Regions from separate parts of the Pan troglodytes genome. Here region 2 is linked to region 1. Evidence: chromatin contacts called from public Hi-C data. All regions are on one chromosome and are shown on one strand. Each heading gives the region's core, a stretch centred on a gene start, on an enhancer-like site or on the middle of the called end of the contact. The rest is flanking DNA. Distances are from core to core; before and after follow the strand shown. Region 1 has its middle 200 kb from the start of VGLL3. Region 2 holds the start of VGLL3 (vestigial like family member 3).

Region 1 (4,752 bases), core at 1,078-3,577:
AATATATTCATCCAATTCCGTGAAAAGAAATATTAATTGCCAAACAAAATGTTAGTCATCAAATGAATATAACATTTATTCAATCAAATCTTTCCATTCCCGGAGTCGACATGATATAAAAATCACCTATGGAATCACAACTTCATCATAGGATAGTATAAAAATTCGGGTAAAATAAGCAATTATGATAATAAACTCAGGTTGAATCAATGATAAGTGTTTATAATCTGCTTATAATTTATATACATGTGTACTTTCCATATTATGTTTCTGAATCAATGTCTCAATTCTGCTCAAAATAACAAGATACAACTTACAACATTAAAGAGTTTCAAACCAGTAGGGTCTGAGATTTAAAAAAATAGAAAGCATATATTAGTTTATTTATTTTTTATTTTATTTCTTTAATTTTTGTTATAGCAAACTACCACAAATATCATTGCTTAGAACAACACAAGTTGATTATGTTGTAGTTTTATAGTTCAAAGTCTGACACAGGTCTCACTGTGCTAAACTCAAGATGTCCACAGGGCTGCCTTCTTTCTAGTCTCTAAAGGATAATACAGTTCCTTATCTTTTGTAGCTTCTAAAGCCCACCCTCACTCATTTTTTGGCTCGTAGGCCTCTTCTTCCATCGTAAAAGCCACAAACTTCACATCTTTCTGACCCTTCTTCAATTGTTGAATCTCTATCTCTGACCCAGCAGGGGAAGGTCCTCTTTTAAGAACTCAGATTTGGCTGAACAGAATAATTTGAGATGAGGTTCTCATCTTTGGGTCTTTACCTTAGATGCATCAGCAAATTCCTTTTTGCTTTGTAAGGTAGAATATTTACAGGTTTCAGAGATTAGGATATAGACATCTTTGGAGGGCGTATACTACAGAGCAGAAATGTAGCACAAGATTATGGCATATTAGCACCGCAGGTCTGAGTGACTGTGGTTGGTATCATCACTCCAATTCTTGTCAACATTATTAATTGGATCTTTATTTTCATGCTTATTCAGAAGTTTAAAAATTATCTGAATCAAAAATCTGGCATCTCCACAGGGTGGGAAAATAACCTTGTTTTTTTCTTGAGTTCCTCAGAAAGCCTGTAGAATTTTCTAGTTTGTTCTCTAGAGCAAGCAGTTTGGAGGATGTTATAAATATTTTTGCCAGTTCTTGCAACAAAGAAAATTCAAAAAACATTATTTTGCGCTAGAAAGAGCTTTTAGTTTGTATTTAAGCCTTTTTTCTTTTGAAATAACTTAAAAATTTGATATTGCATGTTAGGTGTATTGAAAGGAACACTGGCTATTTAGTTAAAGAAAAAACTAGCATGTATATATAATGTGATCTTAGCTTATTCACTTAATCTCTGTTATGCTTTGTTTTCTCACTTACGTCCATTCTTACCACATCTCATCATGTGTGTGTGAGGGTCAAATATACAGATGTTAGATTTGTAAGCAGTACAATGCTATACAAATTTTGGTTCTGAATAATAATTTCTTCTCTTAGCACTCACTGGATAGGGTATTATTATTTCCTTTTAATTAAAATAGTAAAGGCATGCACACATAAACACACAGGGAAAAGTGACTTGAGGTCGTTCATGAGATAGTTCTGGAACTTTCACTTTTGCTATCTTTCCCTCTGCTGCTTTTCTTTATTTGGAGCCACTTCTTTAAAAATTCCAAATTCTCTCTTAAGATGGGGCTTAGGCCTGGAGTAGAAAAGGTGTTAAATTCCTCACTAGGGCAGCCTATATTAAAGTCTTGAGGCCCTTGGGATTGACAATGAAAAGCCCTCATCCTACGTCTCCTTTGAAACAGCTGTTTGAAAAGGAATGCTCTCACAGCAAGTTACAGACACTGAGAACAAGATTTGTAGTTGAAAAAGTGAATTTGCCTTTTGAGTTTGCTTTTAAGCAGGAAGGTAAGTAGGGAGAGGGGTCTAGAGAAATTTCCACAGTTTCTTTGTTTTTTGCTTATTTATGCTCACATTGGTCAATATTTTAATTAGAAAAATAATTTCTGCTAAAGCTTTGTGCATAGAGAAAATACAATTGGAATTTTGATAAATTATAAAAGAAATGGCATGTGGCTGGCTTTTCATAGCACCTTTACTTTGAGGCTCAGAGCACCTGCTCCATTTCAGATCATATAATCCACCCCACAGGAGCACGTAATACTTCCCAAAAGACTCCTCTGCCAGAGAGCTAGTGATAAATCCCTCCTCAGCCAGACAAGTTGGCCTTTATTTTTTGTATTGCTGTGGGCATCTCACATGACATTCCCAAATAAGGCATTGTACTACAAGCCTGCTATGATCACTAGTAATGACTTAACTGCAAAGGAATTATTATAGTATGAATAACAGTGGTTTACACTGTGAATGTCCTAGCTACTCCAGGAATGCCAAAGCAACAAACATAAAGTGCTGCTCATTCGCCAGTTTGAAAGAGTTTGAAAGAATAAAAGTCAGAACACTACAACTGCTGCTAATCCGTAAACACTGATTGTCCATTCAACACAGGAAGCAAAACAAATGTAAAATAAGTGATGGCATTAGCCATTGTGCTGTGTGCGAAGGCAATTATATTAAGGGAATAAAAAAAAAGACTAAATTCAAATACAAGCCATTTGGGAAGAAAAAGATTTTTGCCTTCAAACCTATTAAGTAGAAAATGTATGTGCATTTTGACTTTGGCTTTTGGACTGATCACATTACCACTGTTATGAGGCATATTCTTGTTCCACATACTCATATCTGGCATTAGAGATGAATGGTATAGAAGTACAAAATTAAATTTATGTTTTTAGTTATATTGTTATACCTCTGTTTATTTTCAAAAAGGATTTGTATTAGATTGCAAAATTAAGCATAACAATTTTAAAAAGCATACAAAACTAATTAAAAGGAACAAATATTAAATAACACCATTTGCTGTGTGGCATGTGTGGTTAAAAATAATTAGTTTACCCACCCGATGTTCAACAAATATTCCAATTATATATGTACACCTCAAATAGTCATTTATTTATTGAACTGATGTTTACCTTCTAGAATTGTAGCTTACAGTTAAACATCATAGATGAGATATAACCTTTGTATAGCATTATAAATTAGGGCAGTGAATTTTGCGGGCATTCATTTCACAGGAAAAGGAAACATGAGAAAAACGTCTCAATCTAGAGAATGAATTAATGCTTCTTAGTCTCTATAATTTAAAATTGATAATGTCAAAAAGAGGGCTTTTCATACTGTAACAGGCAAACTTTAGTTTATAACGGTGAATGAACACTGATTTTCATAAGTAAAAGGCAAACACATGTTTTGCCAGCTTATTTTAAAGCATTTTTGGGCTTGAAAAATAAAATGGATGTGGGGAACCTCTAAATTATTTCATATCTACTGGGGCACTGGGGCATTCCTTTTTATTTTTTTCCTATTTATTTATTTATTTATTTTTTTGAGACGGAGTCTTGCTCTGTCACCCAGGCTGGAGTGCAGTGGCACGATCTCAGCTCACTGCAACCTCCGCCTTACTGGGACATTCCTTTTACCCAGGTACCCTTTCCACTAGAAGTGATCCCAGTTAGATTTAATTGTTTTCTTTCATGATAACTTGTACCACTTGTCCAAACACCTATACTACTTCTCATGATATCATACATCTAAACATCGGCATTGCAAAGTCTTGGCAAGTCAGATGAATGAAAGTAGTAAGGTATCTGGAAGGTTGTGGATGTCTTCCAGAATTGCAGTTACCCATAGAGATTTATTGGCAACTAGCCTACCAGATGGGCTGTGGGCTGTGAATTGTACTTCTTTAGTGCTTAGAACAATGTTCCATACACTTCTCTTTCTATCTAGGTTTTTGTTGTTGCTGTTTTAATTTTTCACATCATCTTTAACACTGACCTGCAATGATTCTGAATAGTTTTACTTTTTTTTTTTTTTTTTTGAGACGGAGTCTCACTCTGGTCGCCAGGCTGGAGGGCAGTGGCGCCATCTCGGCTCAGTACCACTTCTGCCTCCCCAGTTCAAGCGATTCTCCTGCCTCAGCCTCCCGAGTAGCTGGGACTATAGGCGCCCGCCACCACGCCCGGCTAATTTTTGTATTTTTAGTAGAGATGGGGTTTCACCATGTTGGCCAGGATGGTCTCAATCTCTTGACCTCGTGATCCGCCTGCCCTGGCCTCCCAAAGTGCTGGGATTACAGGTGTGAGCCACCGCACCCGGCCTCTATCTAGGTTTTAACACTCAGTTGCTCCCCTATGGGACAAGAGATAACTATTACTTAAGATTCTTGAATAATTGCCAGAAAGGAATTGACTCTGAGAATTGCCTCTTTATAGATTCTCATAGGGTACAAAAAGCCCAATTGTTTAAGCTGGAGGTTAGAGACTGGGCTCATACGAACAACACAATAACAATCTAGAAGACAATAATAGCTATCTATATAGTTATCATCTGAGGGATAGGGGTAGAAAGTAGAGGGATCTATCAAACCCCATTGTGACATGCTTAAAAGAGAATTAATATTAATATTAATAACCTTAGATCACCGAAATTAAGTAAAGTCCATACCACAAAACATAGCAATAAATTTCATGTCTTAGTCACAATACATTTCCAAAGTATTTTCTCACTTTTTAAGCTAGGTCGGAGGTTGATAACTTATGGACTATAGGCCAAATGTAGTCTGTTATCTATTTTTGTAGGCCCACAGACTACAAAGTAACTTTGAGTTGTTGAAAACAAT
Region 2 (4,752 bases), core at 1,284-3,783, 200 kb before region 1:
GAGATAAGGAGAGAGTCAGTAGAAATGGAAAATTTGGGGTCAACTTGACTCCAAGACCAGATGTGGGGACTGTGAGGAGAAGGAAGGAGTGCCAGAAGATTCCCACATTTCTAGCTGGGGCAACTGGTAGTGGGGGAGTTTCAGTAGAGATGAAGATTAAAAAAGAGGATCAAACTGGGGACATGAGACAATCAGTACTATTAGGATTGAGGTCCTTATGTAACACCTATGTGGCGCTACCTAGAAAGAACTGAATAGATAAATATGGAACACAGGAAGGGATCTGATCAAAGGAGGTCAATTTGGGAAAAGACAATAATAAACGTTTAAAGTAAATTATGAAACATATTATTGCTGGAAATACTCTTGTACTACAAAGAACACAATTTAAAGTCCAAGAACTGTGCAAACCCTTAATAAATATGTTTTTAATATTCAGTGATAAAATGATTGAATAAAAGCTGTTACAGCGTAGCAAAAAGTTCCTATCCAATTTTTATAGTGTGAGTGTGTGTGTATGCCTGTGTGTTTATACATGTGTATGTATCTGTGTAGCTAGACATACACACAGACACTTATGTAAACATTAACGATATATGATAACTGTATATCTGCATTAGTCTGCTAGGGCTGTCATAAATACCACAAACTAGGTGGCCCCCAAAAAAACAAATTAGGCTGGGCATACCGTGGCTCACGCCTGTAATCCCAGTACTTTGGGAGGCCGAAGTGGGCGGATCACCTGAGGTCAGGAGTTCAAGATCATCCTGGCCAACATGGTGAAACCCTGTCTCTACAAAAGTACAAAAATTAGCCGGGCATGATGGCGGGTGCCTGTAATCCCAGCTACTCGGGAGGCTGGGGCGGAAGAATCACTTGAACCGGGCAGAGGTTGCAGTGAGCTGAGATCGTGACATTGCACTCCAGCCTGGGCAACAGAGCGAGACTCCGTCTCAAAAAAAAAAAAAAAAAAAAAAAAAAAAAAAGAAGTTAATTTTTTCATAGTTCTGGAGGATAGAAGCACAAGATAAGGTGTGGTCAGTGTTGGTTTCAAGGTGAGACCTTTCTTCTTGGCTTGTAGGTAACTCGCTATGACTTCAGATGGTCTTTCCTCTTTGACAGAGCAGAGAGAGAGGGAGTGGGGTTTGGGGGAGAGATAGATATCTCTGGCGTGTTTTCTCTTCTTATAAGGAACCTAGTCCTATTAGATTAGGGCCCAACCTTTTAAATCTCATTTAACCTTATCACCTCCTTATATGTCCTGTCTTCAAATACAGCCATATTGTGGGTTAGGGCTTCAATATATACATTTTTGGGAAGACATAATTCAAACTATAAAAACATTAGTGCATTTGACTTTCAAACTGACTTTTTCTCTGAGAAAAGATAGACTGTAAAAATGAGAGATTGCTGTGAGTCATAAAAGAGGAAGCCTACGTATAAGGAGAGATATGTTTGCTGAATCTCAGAGCTAGAGTTTGCTCATTTATAAAATGAGGCCCAGTGCGGTGCCTCATGCCTGTTATCCCAGCACTTTGGGAGACCGAGGCAGAAGGATCACTTGAGCCCAGGAGTTGGAGACCAGCCTAGGTAACATAGCAAGACCCCTTCTCTATAAAAAAATTTTTTTAAAAAAATTACCTGGGCGTGGTAATGCAGGCCTGTAGTCCCAGCTACTCCAGAGGCTGAGATGGGAGGATCTCCTGAGCGTGGGGGTGGTAGCTGCAGTGAGCTGTGCTCATGTCACTGCACTCTAGCTTGGGCGGCAGAAGGAAACCCTGTCTCAAAATAAATAAAATAATGTGAGTATAATTATTTCTACTGATTCTGTCAGAATACAAGTATATTCTCACAGACTTTTTCCCCCCATTTTGGAGAGGGTCAGATCCAATTGCAAAGAGATAAAACTTTATTAGCGAATGGGCTTAATCAACTACCCTTTATTGCTCTGTGAAAACCAGGCTGTAAAAGCCAGAAATGGTGGACGTCCCACAGCAGTGTCATTCCATGAAGATGTAAACTTAAAGCAGAGATTGTTTGTGGAAAACTGTGTTGCATTCTTGGCATGTGCGCACTTGCAGAGATGTTAACTTTCACTTATGATTATTTTAATGTAGGAGCTAATCCCCGTGTATTCTGCGCCTGCTCTGTTTTACACCTTTGTACACTCGGCTTTTGTTTGGTCCCAGCCTCTGAGTTGGTGTTCCTTGTAAAATCTCCTTGGAGTAGGGAAGCCCTCGCCCTGGCGGCCAGGTGACAGAGACAGGGTGGGAACCTGCCGAGCCTTGAGGGCGCGGAGCCTCTGCATACCATTCCCCTCCCACCACCATCCCATGCTGGGAGGCGGAGAGGGCTGCAAACTTCGCTCCAATCCGCAGCCAGCCTTCCCCGGGGTCCCCCTGCAGGGTGACCCGCCCGCTGCAAAGCGAGTTGGAGAAACTTTGCAAAGTTCCGCGTCAGAGCCTGGGGAGGCAAAGTGCTCCCCCGCCTCCCCGGCGTTCCCCCTCCCTCTGCCCCCGCCTCCCGGTCCTCGCACAGCCGGGAGCACCCGTGATAGGACGAGCCCCGGGCGTGCATTGTGTATATGCAAACCGGAGCCGGGCTCCCCACAGCTGCCCGACCCGGGCCTGGGCTGTGGCTGTGACTGGCGCTGCCGTGGGCGCCGCAGCCCTCGCGGGAGCCGGACGCGGTAATGCCCCAGCGGCGCAGCGGGCGGCTGCGTCCCTGAGCCGCTATATAAGCGCGGCAGGGGACACCCGGAGGGGCTGAAGATGAAGGTGCCCGCGCATGGGCCCCCGCTGATTGCCAGTCCCTCCCGACCCCGCGCCCCGCGCGGAGCCCGAGGCCGCCGAGGACCCGCCTTCGCCGCAGTAGCAGCTGGAGCAGCGACAGAGGCGGCAGCTGCGGCGGCGGCGGCGGCGCCCGCGCCCCTCGCGCCAGCGCGTAGAGCGGCGGCGGCAGCTCGGGGGCCGCCACTGCCCCGGCTGCCATGAGTTGTGCGGAGGTGATGTATCACCCCCAGCCGTATGGAGCGTCCCAGTATCTGCCCAACCCCATGGCAGCGACAACCTGCCCCACAGCCTACTATCAGCCGGCGCCCCAACCTGGCCAGCAGGTGAGTCACCGGCCGGGCAGCCTGCTGGGGGCGGGGGCGAAGGGCATCGAGAGTATCGGTCTGGGGCTCGGCGACGTCCCGCCGGCACGCGTGGCGCAGAGGATGCTCTGGGACCTGCGGGAGCGACCTTGAGCAGAAAGCCATCCCGAGAGAGCCGGGAAGGGAGAGCAGCGGGGTGGACGGGTGGGTGAGGCATGACCTAGCTGGGGGCTTCATTGAGCTGTGGTCACCGGAGCTCAGAGGCTGCTCCTCCTAGGCACCCTAGCTCTTAGGACTCAGTTCTCTGAAGCTCACCAAGGGCATCTATCTTAGGACCATGTGAGTAAACTTCCTTTCAACCAACTATTTTGTTTATTTGGAAAGATGGAATGTTTCAGGGTTTTATTGATGAGGAAGATGAAGTGCGCTGACAGAGGTAGGGGAGGCTACCTGGAGAGTGAGTTCACGAAATGATCTGGGACTTTCATGGGGGAACACTGGTCTAGCATAATGTCTATCGGGTGTTACTAGAACTTCTCCACAGAGTCTTTCTCCCGGTGACTGTGACTTAGAGGACAGGGATGGATTCCAAGGTTCTTCATTCATTTTTTAATTCCAGCAAAGCACAGAGTTTGTACGTGTTCAGTCTGTTGACAGTGTGTCCCTCGGCCAAAAGGTTACCTTGAATCTCTGGATGCTGAGTCTCCACTCTTCCAAGAGTAACTGAAGATGTCCATAATAAGGGGTCGTGAACTGAGGAGATGATATAGTTACTTTAGAAGGAACAGTCGAGTTCTGGGGAATTTGGCACGAGGCGCCCTTGGACATTACTCTCTGGATACAACGGAGAGTGTGCCAAGGCTTAGTTAGTGCTACATTAAAATAAAAAATGTATGTGGCAAGGGCTGTACCAAAATAGAGTCCACCTCAGACTATGGGAATTAGGGTGGGTGGATTTGGAGAAACTTAAAAAAATATAACTAGATTTGGTTAGGAAATTACCATCCATAGAATATATTGATTTATTTCTTTTTACTTTCTTAGGTACCACATGTTTTATTGCAAACCTTCATAGGTTTGGGCTCTTAATTAATCTGACATTTTACTTTCTGTATTTCCTCTACTTCTGTCTCTTTGCTAGAATTACAGTGCTACTCTTTAGAAAGAAATCTAACTTTCCGTTTAGAATTTAGGAACTATGAAATTCAGCTAATTCTGGAAGGGTACATGCCCCAGATTCATCTGCTAAATAGTACCAGCTTAACCAGGACCAATTAGGGCAAAAGAGAAAGGAGCCCTACTTTCTTGCTATCCTCTTTAAAAAAAAAATATTTAGCAGCACCAGCATTTCAAAGCATCTCTGATATTACAGAGGTCTTCAATTATCATTTGGAATGTGGATTAGCAACAAACTAAAACTTCTCTACATGTTCAGAAAGATACTTTCCTCCTTTATAAAATAACAAACTAGTAGAAGTTGTTTCAAATATGGCTTCATGTTTTAGGGTTGTGAAATTAATGAATCTGTGGTGTGGAGTTAATACTATAACACTTTTTTTGAGCTAGAAAATAACATTCGGTATCAGAGAAAATGGCAAATTGCCAATCATAAAAGTTTTCAATAAGAAATGACTCCAATACTTTATATAATGTTTGCA

The links. Hi-C and Micro-C count contacts between places; a contact is called where the count stands out from the background.
Region 2: a Hi-C map of stem cell-derived neural progenitor cells shows a contact between it and region 1, with 2.8 times the contacts expected there. The contact joins the promoter of VGLL3 here to the enhancer-like site in region 1. A contact is called at or near these places in 1 of 7 Hi-C or Micro-C datasets (stem cell-derived neural progenitor cells) and 1 of 1 datasets of contacts at active chromatin or transcription factors (stem cell-derived excitatory neurons).

What each region holds. Positions count from the first base shown.
Region 1 is chr2:91,093,191-91,097,942 of NHGRI_mPanTro3-v2.0_pri, reverse strand. No RefSeq gene overlaps it. Among named protein-coding and RNA genes, the nearest start is that of VGLL3, 200 kb to the left of the region's middle. Within about 2 kb of position 2,327, at least 6 of the 24 cell types and tissues checked have an H3K27ac peak or open chromatin away from gene starts, as enhancers often do. A contact at or near this core is called in stem cell-derived neural progenitor cells, where this site is marked.
Region 2 is chr2:91,291,070-91,295,821 of NHGRI_mPanTro3-v2.0_pri, reverse strand. It overlaps VGLL3 (vestigial like family member 3), which reads left to right and starts at 2,533. Exons shown (of 4, transcript XM_054680809.2): 1 at 2,533-3,115. The coding sequence starts at 2,990.